2 separate regions of the Gossypium hirsutum genome follow, and region 1 is linked to region 2. A link is a contact called in public Hi-C data. All regions are on one chromosome and are shown on one strand. Each heading gives the region's core, a stretch centred on a gene start, on an enhancer-like site or on the middle of the called end of the contact. The rest is flanking DNA. Distances are from core to core; before and after follow the strand shown. Region 1 holds the start of LOC107954155 (nucleobase-ascorbate transporter 12). Region 2 has its middle 13 kb from the start of LOC107954158.

Region 1 (4,637 bases), core at 24-2,523, 72 kb after region 2:
CCACACCCAAAACGGCTAATAAACCTACAAAAAGAAAGCTAGCAATAAATCATACAAATAAGTATAGCCACTAATCAACAAAAGCAAAGAATTTTCACTCCAAATAGAAAATAAATCAATAAATAAACAAGTAATATTCCAAAAATTAAATAAATAAGCATAGCCCATTTCAGTTGTCAATTCAGACAAATATGACAGTATATACAAGAAAAACCACAAAGACTAAATAAAAAAAATTTAAAAAGGTAAGGATCTTTTACTTTCAGGTAACGTGGAGGGGAAAAAAACTACAACAACAACAACAAACAAGCCACACTTGTAAAAAGAATCACAAACACCCATTTCAACAAACAAGTCGTTCATTCTCCCCCGGCTTTAAAAAGAAAGCAAAAGTGAAAAGTAAGAGAGAAAGTTACCAAGACCAGGAGTATCTCTAAGCTCATATTTCATATGTGAGTGCCTTCCAACGAAGCCTTCATCATCCACATTCTGTGGCAACACATCCACCACATCCTCATTCCTAGAAGGCCTCCTAGTCGGCTGCTGCGGCTGTGGCGCCGCCCCATTATTAACTGTATGTCCGTTAGCAGCGGCAGCTGAGCTCCCTTTATTCGTCCCATCCGCCTCCCTCCTCTTCTTCACCGACTGATCCTTCTCTGCTGGACCCTTCTCACTCACCGGCTGCTCCCCATTCACCACCGGTGGTACTGGCCGAGCCCGACCCGCTTCAAGATCAGGTTGGTTCTCATTCTCTCTAGACCTCGGAGGCAAAGCTATTTGACCGGAGTCACTCGCATTTGTTTCCCCGGAGAATTTAGGCTTAAACCCAGTTCTCTTTGCCCAAGATGAAGGCGGAACGGGAGCAGGAGGCCGTGTTACAGGTTTGGGTCGGGTTTTGGGGTCAGAACTCGACATTAGAAAAGAAAGAAGAGCAAAATCTCTTAGGGGGTCATAGCTTTTAAGCTTGTAGATGAATAATACAGATCTGGGGTTCCAAAAAGGAGCTCAAAAGGCAGTGATTTTTTAGGGTTTTTGAAGAGGTTTTCAAAGACTAGAAGAAGAGAAGTTTCTGTTGGGTTTGTAGTAAGAGAAAGGAAGAAAATGAGCTAACTTTAGACATTTTAGTACAGATAAAAGAGAAAGATAATAAAAAGGGGAAGTGGGAGAGTGAGGGAGTGAGAGAAGGGGGAACTGTTTGGTGAAGTGGAGTAAAGAAATTGAAAAGAGTAAAATGACAAAAGACAACAGAGACTGTGGTGGATGGAGCCAAGCCAAAACCGCGTTCTTTTTCCTACTTCATTTTCTTTTAACGGTGTTTGATTTTTTAAATTATCCGTTTATTATTAGGTACTACATTTATTATTATTATTATTATTAAAATATTTTACATTTTTATATTCATATTAAACATTTATATGTCTCGTGTATAAATTTGCCGAATCCAACTTTCCCCGATATAATAGGGATATTTTAATAATTACTGTAAGATATTTTAAAATATATATTTAATAAAATAAAATGCATATCAAAATACACCATATATGAAAAAATTTAATTGGATAAATTGGCCTATTTTTTTGAAAATTTAGTGTAATAAATTATTTTTAGCAAGAAAGCGCTTCCAACCTTTAAGCCGTATTATCTGACTCTTTCAATATCATTAGTTTCTAGTCTGGTTAAATATTAATGATTTTGTTTCATCAAAAAAATATTAATGATTTTGTCATCAGTCTCGAGTTCAATTCATCTTTCACTTACATTTGTATTTTTTATTTTTTATTTTATTTTAAGATTTTTTATTTTTAATTAATATTTTTAACATAGTAGCTCCATTGGTTAAATGGTTAAATAATATTGATTTTATCCTTTGCTTCCAGGTTCAATTCATATTCTTTAACACATTTGTAATTTTTATTTCATATTGTTTCAATTTTTTATTTTTAATTCATCTTTTTAATTAATAACTCTTTTATTTATAAAATAATTATTACAAATATCATTTTTTTAGTAAATATAATTTTTATATGTGTAATATTTATTCTTCAATCTATATCATGAGTGTAGTAAATTTTAGCATTATATATTTTTATATGTGTATTTATAATATTTCACATATAAATATAATGATATTTGAAATAATTAATTAAAATATTTCAAATATAAAAATATTTGAAATATCATACTACAATGTAGATGAAAATAACTATATTTGAAATATTTTACATATAAAAATAATAATTATATTTGAAATAATTATTTCATTTTATAACAGGTTTTTTACCCAACTAACACAAAAAAAAATTAAATATTTACAAGAATGACACAACTTCAAAAACAATGACGGGAATGACCTAAAATAAACAGTGTCAGACGAAGTCAGCACCCCCATGGCCAGCACTCAAGTCAATCATCCCCCAATCATTAGCTTCTAATTGCATGATCCATTAGTTAAATTGGTTCTTTTATCCGAGCTACTGACCACATAGCGCTTATGATTTATGACTCAATAAATAAGGTCCGAGTCAGTTTTAAATAAAACCAAATAATTTATTCTTTAAAAATATTTTTGAAGTCAGTGTCTTTAAAAATAATAATTATTCATTAGTTGTAAAAATTAAATTTGTCAAAATTAACAAATATAGGTTTTATTACGTGTATAGGATAAGTATCGGGTATTGAGGCCTCAACTCAATACTCCGAATATTTTTCTAACCATCGGATTAAACCATACTTGGATGCCTCCGGGTTTGGCACAGTGTCATTCATTCAGATGTTCGACTTAAGGTCGGATTTAATATTTGCCTTGGTAGAACGATGGCGCCTAGAGACCTATACATTCCATTTTCCGTGTAGGGAGTGTGGAGTGCAGAATAACACTGGAGGATGTATCGATTCAACTGGGGCTCTCGGTTGATGGACTTACAGTCATGAGGTATAGTAAAGTGGCTAATCCTTGGGGACTTTGCATGTAATGGCTCAAATTTAAGATTATCGGAATAGTGGTTTCGGGACCACAAATCTGATGAGGAAATTTTATTTTTCTTATATTTTTATGGTCTATGATTTCACAAAATGATTTCGTGAAAATTTCGTTCGAAAATTTCGACGTTTGGGCACTCAATTTAGTTAAAAGGACTAAATTGTAAAAAGTGTAAAAGTTGAGTTCTACATGTTAGAGGTGTCCAATTGTTATGAAACTTTAAATTGAAGGTCCTTATATGTCAATTAGACCATTGGTAACTTGGTAGACAAAAATGGACATGAAATAAGTGAAATAGAAAATTTTTAAGTTAGGGGCAATTTGATAATCTAGTAATAAAAAGAATTAAAAGGGAAAAAGATGGCAAAAATCATCTTCTTCTTCATTAGGACGAAATCAGCAAGGGGGGGAGCCATAGTTAGGGTTTTCAAGCTTCCAAGCTCCATAGTAAGTGATCCTAAGTCCCGTTTTTAATGTTCTTTACGTTTTTGAGATCCCGGTAGCTTAATTCAGCTTATTTTAGCAATAATTTAACCCAGGGTTTTTATTTGGTAAAATACGCATAGGTGAAAAGTGTTTATTTTGATGTTTTATGATAGAATATGAAACTAGAAATTATGTTAAACAACTTTTGCTAGCCGATTTTAAACGAAAACGAGTAAAATGACATAATCGGTAAAAATACCTAATGTTCATAAGTACATGTTAGTGTGGGAATTTGATGTTTCCATAGAAGGGAAAAATGTTCAGCATGTCACAAAACATAAGAATAAGGGATGAAGTTTAATTTCTGAGCCTTGGGGCAAAAATGTAATTATGTAAAAGTTTAGGGGCAAAATCGTAATTTTAAAAAAGTTATAGTCGAGGGCTGTTTTGATGAAAGTGAGTATTAAATAAGTTAAATTTGCTATTTTAGATCAAGAAGAATGAAACTCGAGGTTAGACAAAGGGAAGAATAAAGTTGAAGACTAAGTTGGTGAATTGGACTATATTTGATACCGAGGTAAGTTTACGGTAAATAAATACAATATTTTAATAATAATTATTAATGTTGTTATTTTCCAGCAATTATATATTTATTTCATGAATTTATTTGATGATGACCCAAGCATGAAATGGTAGAGAATAAAAATTAAAAAGTCCCGTTGATACATAAGGATAGTATTGGATACAAATGTCATGACATTTGGGTAAAGAGATCCCATGTAAGACCATGTCTGGGACATGGCATTGGCATCCTTGAGATCATGAGAGGTCCCATATAAGACCATGTCTGGGACATGGCGTTGGCACCGAGATGAGAGGTCTCATATAAGACCATGTCTAGGACATGGCGTTGGCACCGAGATGAGAGGTCCCCTATAAGACCATGTCTTGGACATGGCATGGGCACCGAGATGAGAACATCCCATGTAAGACCATGTCTGGGACATGGCTTTGGCATGTTATTATCAGAAGAGACCCGAGTATCCTTATTGTTCCAATGTAGCTCAATGGGCTAATAAGCGAATCATATTCATGAAAGTTCAGTTTAAAGCATAAATGGCAAGCTCAGGTAAGTTATAAGAGTTAAGAACTTATTATACTATCAATTGATGTTCAACGATGCAGCAAGAGATGAGTAAGTTATGCACACAAGTATTCTAAGTAAATAAGC
Region 2 (5,163 bases), core at 201-2,700:
GTTAAATTAAAAAATTAAACATGTCAAATTAAAATTTTGTTATAGTATAGCTAGTTCCATGTTAGAGCATATAAATTTGAAACCATATATATTTAAAAAACTTTTTCAAAGCAAAATAAATAAATAAACTTTAATACGATAAACTTAATAATTAGTTAAACTTATTTAGGTCCCAAAATTATTGTTTTAGAAATTTTTTTAATTTTTAACTTTGTTTATATATTTGTTAGAATTTTTTAATATATATATAAATTTTGAAATTTTTATAAATATTTTGAATTTTAGAAAATTATTTTGAACTTTTTTTTTGTAATTTTTGTTGAGAGACCAATTTGCTCATTTTCAAAATTGATAGGGACAAAAGGAGTATTTACACCAATTTGTTATTTGAATTGTAAAATTGAAATTGACTCGAACTTGAAGCTTGAAATACTTATTCAAGTTTACTTGAAAAATCCAACAATATTTTTTCAACTCGAAATTCAAATTTTTATTTTATTTTTTGAATCAAATCGAGTTTTGTTCACCCCTACTAATGGCATTACAAAAGTAGAGAGGCCAAATTATGTTAGAAACTAAAGCATATAAGTTAAATCTCAAGTTTCTTACATAGTCTAGGGGCCAAAATTAAAATTTGACCATTATCTTATAATGTAAAAAAAAAAAAAAGAAGCAAAGTAAACCTAAAAGAAAGAAAAATCCATGTGTCAGCCTCTACGACTTTTAAGGCATTCAAATTATATTTCATGATATTAACTATTGAGACTCATTACAAAATATAGGTACCATGTTATGTTAGAAATTGAAGTATAGAGTAAATATCATATTTAAACATTATAGAAGGACCAAAATTAAAAAAAAAAAAGAGCTTCACTATCAAAGTGGCACGTGTCAAAAGAGGAAGAAAAAAAATAAGTTAACGATATTAACTATTGAGACTAATTAATAACATTATAAAATATAGAGACCAAATTATATTAGAAATTAAAGTATAAAGTAAATATTAAATTTAAACATATTATAAGGACTAAAATTAAAATTTAACCATTTTCTAAAATGTTAAAAAGAAAAAGATTCATGATAAAAATGCCACCTGTCAAAAGAAGGTCCTTTGGATCTTTAACTAGATAAAATTCGAATGTTTATGCTCAAAATTTGATTTGAGAGTTTTCAATGCTAATCAAACATAAAAAAATTCACTTGAGTAAAATTTAAATTCCAAATAATTTTCGAGTATAAATTATCCGATTAATCAAAGCCAAAAATTACATGAAATTCCGGTTAATCATTCCCTCCAAACCTGAATGAAAGCATCCAAGGAGGCAAGGACTATGTCATCTGGGCTTTTTCTTTGTATAGGAGAAAATGCTCAAAATGCTTTTTCAATGTTTAACTTTGACGTTATTTTTCTTTCTAAGTGCATACTTTAAAATTAAGATTGGTAAAAACCCAATCAAATGCAACCTCAACAAAGAATGACCCTCGTAGGTGCAATCATTCAAGTTCCTACAATGAGGCTCCATGCCTTTTAGTATCCGTGTATGATTCCAAATAACAAACAGGAATATGCAAAGATAAGATGCTGTCTGAATATTTCTTTGGTGCAGCATGCAGCTCATAACGGTTAAGATTTTCAGGTTGTCTTACACGGCTTCTGGTAGTAGTTGAAGGACATGATAAGATCTTACATAAGGAGTGTAACTGAGACTTCTTTCCACTAGATTGGTTTTGTGGTTGATACTTCTGATGATCTTGCTTGAATGCCCTCAACCTTCCTTTGTGGCCTAGCACCAAAGGGAAACTGACCGAATCAGTTGTTTTCAATGAATCACTGGCGCTTTCCACACTTGATGAAGGATGGGATTTTAGTGGTAATCTACGTTGTTTCAATGCTAAAATAGATTCTCGCAATGTAGACGGAACCTGTAAAGCGAAAGATGATAAATATTGAAATCCGCAATATAAAAGCAAGGCAACCTCCGAAAGACTACCTATTCAATTAGCCTAAAGGATTGTGAAAATAAAAGAATGGGCATAAATGGTCATTTCAGTTACAATCTGATATCAGAATAAAGGCTTTTCAGACAAATTCCCTATTCATCAAAGAGTAAAGGCTTCACCTTCATAGACCATTTATTTCTCCACAAGCAAATTAGAGTTAGAACAGAAATGAGAACAAAACATGGAAATAAAAATGAATTGTATAAGAACTTACCACCGAAACAAGGCTGCAAGAAGCAAACAACAATGAAGATGAAGAGAATGGAGGCTCCCTAGGCTTCTTTTCCTTCTGATTGCCAGCAACAGATCCAAAACTGGAAGGTGTAACATCATCATCATCATCCTCTTCCTCTTCCTCTTCCTCTCCGTCTTCCTCTTCATCCACAACTTTGTCAACATCATCTTTGGGAATGGCTTTGTCCTCTAGGTTAGCCACCACAGAAGTATCTTCATCCTCCAGCAATCCCATTTCCATCTTCTTCTCCTCCTCTTTTTCTTTCTTCTTTAGTTCTTCATCCATGTCCTCAATGGCCTCTTCTAAACACAGTTCAGCCTCTATAAGATCAAGTTCCTTTTCAATAAGCTTCATCTTCAACTCACCAGCCTTCTTTTTCTCTTCAGTCCACTTTTCTAGTTTATCAAATCCTGGCTTCAACGCATTTTCTATTGTCGTTATTAGACGCTTCCATATATTATCCCTTTTTTGAATCACTTCCCGTCCATAGAACTCATCAAATCCAAGGGGCAGGAACTTAGCCTTCTTTGGATCAATCTCTTCACCTTCTCACAGGTGGCTGCCAAAATAATCGGACACCATGTTCCTCATCCTCAATGTAATTGATCAATTGTCCAGTTGGGGTATGCAAAATGAGCGGGTCTTCAGTATATATTAGCTTTGACGGATCTTCAGGATCAGGCTCCGGTTCTTTGTTGATAAGTACAAATTCAGGAGTTTCATCTGATCAATAAAATGTAAACATCCATTTAAAAAAACCGAAAAGGAAAAGGATTCTTCATATCACTTTTGGAGACTAAGAAATAATAACAGAAGCGAATAAAGAAATACCTTTCGACCACCAATATTCAAGCTCTGCAGGCATAGGTAACCTCAGGGGAGCTTTATAAAATGAGTTCAGCCACATTTCTCTTTCCTGATCAACTTCATGCACATATGTCTTCCAATAATCAGGAACCTGCCAACAAACATACTTATTTCTTCTCCCTTTTCATAATTGTGGAAAGAATCCACCACGCGAAAGAAAAGCTTTTACTTACTTCGTAGAACTGATTGATAAAGCCTGGTGCCATCCACACATCTTCCTCCTCATAGAAATAGGGGTGTTGAGGATCACCATAAGGGCCCCTCTCTTCCCTAACCACTATACATGCAAACCAAGATAAAAAGTCAAGATTATATAAGGTTAATGTTTAAAATTGTCAGTGATAAAATGTAAAAAGGCATAGGGGTTCCAAAGTATCATGTAGAGGGTAAATCCAAAGAAAGTCATGCATTCAAATTTCAGAGTATAGTCAAGTCAGGCCTTCCGCAATGAGGAACATCCAACATGACAAACTGCACTTGAACTTCAAATCATATTCTAGAGGACCCAGAAAACAAATTATGCAAAACAGTCAACAAGAGGCTCCTTGAATCTCCAAAGAACTTCCTTTTGCACCCAATAAATAGATAAGCAGAAGACTGTGAGGGAGGCTTTTAGCAATGATAACACTTATAAGTTATAACCCGTATTCATCTCTAAATATGAGTATGTACAACTTGTAAATATTCAGCTTCATCACAAACCAAAAAGTTGACCTATTCAGTTACCGCAAGGTACAAAGTTCAGCCACTTCTATTTTCCTTTTTGTTTTCTTCCCTTTCTGTTTTTTACTCTAGCATAGCTCTACAGCCATGATCTAATTAGCACATGCTTGAAACATTGGCATGATTGACACTAGGGGACACAACTCTCATGTCAACCATAACAGACACTTGTAGGGACAATTATAAGAGAAAATTATATGTCAAATATACCTGAACAAGTCGAATTTTAAAGATGTTATGCATTTTTTGTTGAAGAAACTTGCACAGAGATCTATCTTGTTTCCATATATAAAATCTTAGAAGTTACTGTGTCAAACAAGATTTTGTGCTTATGCAAATCTAATAGTTAATAAAGCAAGACTACATACTTCCATCTGGCTTATTAACAAACATCCGAGCCTTAGCAGCAGCAACCTCTGCAATACCAGCATGCATCTGAAAAACTGCAATGTCAGAGAAATACCATAATATAGAATTTATTCCAACCCCCCCCCCCCCAAAAAAAAACTTCATTTTGAACTATTTATTAAGTAGGAAACAAATTGAGAATACCGCTGAAATGTTCTCATCACAACCATCTAAATCCTCCAATAACTCTCCAAAATAGAATCTACCCTGCACCGTTACAAATTATGGAACACAAAAGCAGTCAAGCACTTTTATAAGACAATTTGAGTAGCAGAAATGGTTCATAAAAGTGAAAAATAATATATCATATGTGCATGTAATATAGTATCAACCATTAACCAAATAGAACGATGAATGTTTTGCATTCTCTTAAAACCATTATATCTTAGCATCTTTCTTTTGAAAAGTATTGTACAAATTTCCTACTTTTCAACTATTATGTTACTAGAAAGCATTATTTTAAAGAAAACTGAGGCCTAAAAAGCAGAGGCAAAAACTTGGATGCAGCAACACATACTAAATCTTATGTAAAAATAAATCCACATCTTCATGGAAGAAATGGATTGAATTACGCAAATTGAGACTCAAACGGAACAGTCTATATTTTAAGCACATACATAGATGGTGCGCTCATTGACTTCATATACACCACACCCATGCATTCTGCCATGCTTCCACTGGCCAGCATAGCGGTATCGACCCTTCTCCCTGAAACAGAAATGTTTGTCCTCTTAACACCACAAATTGAGATACATGCCTGCTAAAGTCTCAAAAGTTCGGCAGAAAAAGTAAGATACAAGTGCCTTGCATGATACAATGTAAATGCTCAATATGTGCATGTGCAGATTGGACAATTGGGTAGGATTAGGAAAAGCAACATGCATATTATCAAAAATAAAAATAAAATAAGGCAGATTCAAATGCAATGA

The links. A called contact is a pair of places that touch in the nucleus more often than the background predicts.
Region 1: a contact with region 2 is called in a Hi-C map of fibers, with 1.8 times the contacts expected there. The contact joins the promoter of LOC107954155 here to the enhancer-like site in region 2. A contact is called at or near these places in 4 of 34 Hi-C or Micro-C datasets (callus, fibers, leaf and 1 more).

The regions. Positions count from the first base shown.
Region 1 is chrD07:15,472,727-15,477,363 of Gossypium_hirsutum_v2.1, forward strand. It overlaps LOC107954155 (nucleobase-ascorbate transporter 12), which reads right to left and starts at 1,274. Exons shown (of 10, transcript XM_016889634.2): 1 at 417-1,274. The coding sequence starts at 915.
Region 2 is chrD07:15,400,746-15,405,908 of Gossypium_hirsutum_v2.1, forward strand. It overlaps the pseudogene LOC107954157. Among protein-coding and RNA genes, the nearest start is that of LOC107954158, 13 kb to the right of the region's middle. Within about 2 kb of position 1,451, at least 4 of the 9 cell types and tissues checked have an H3K27ac peak or open chromatin away from gene starts, as enhancers often do. A contact at or near this core is called in fibers, where this site is marked.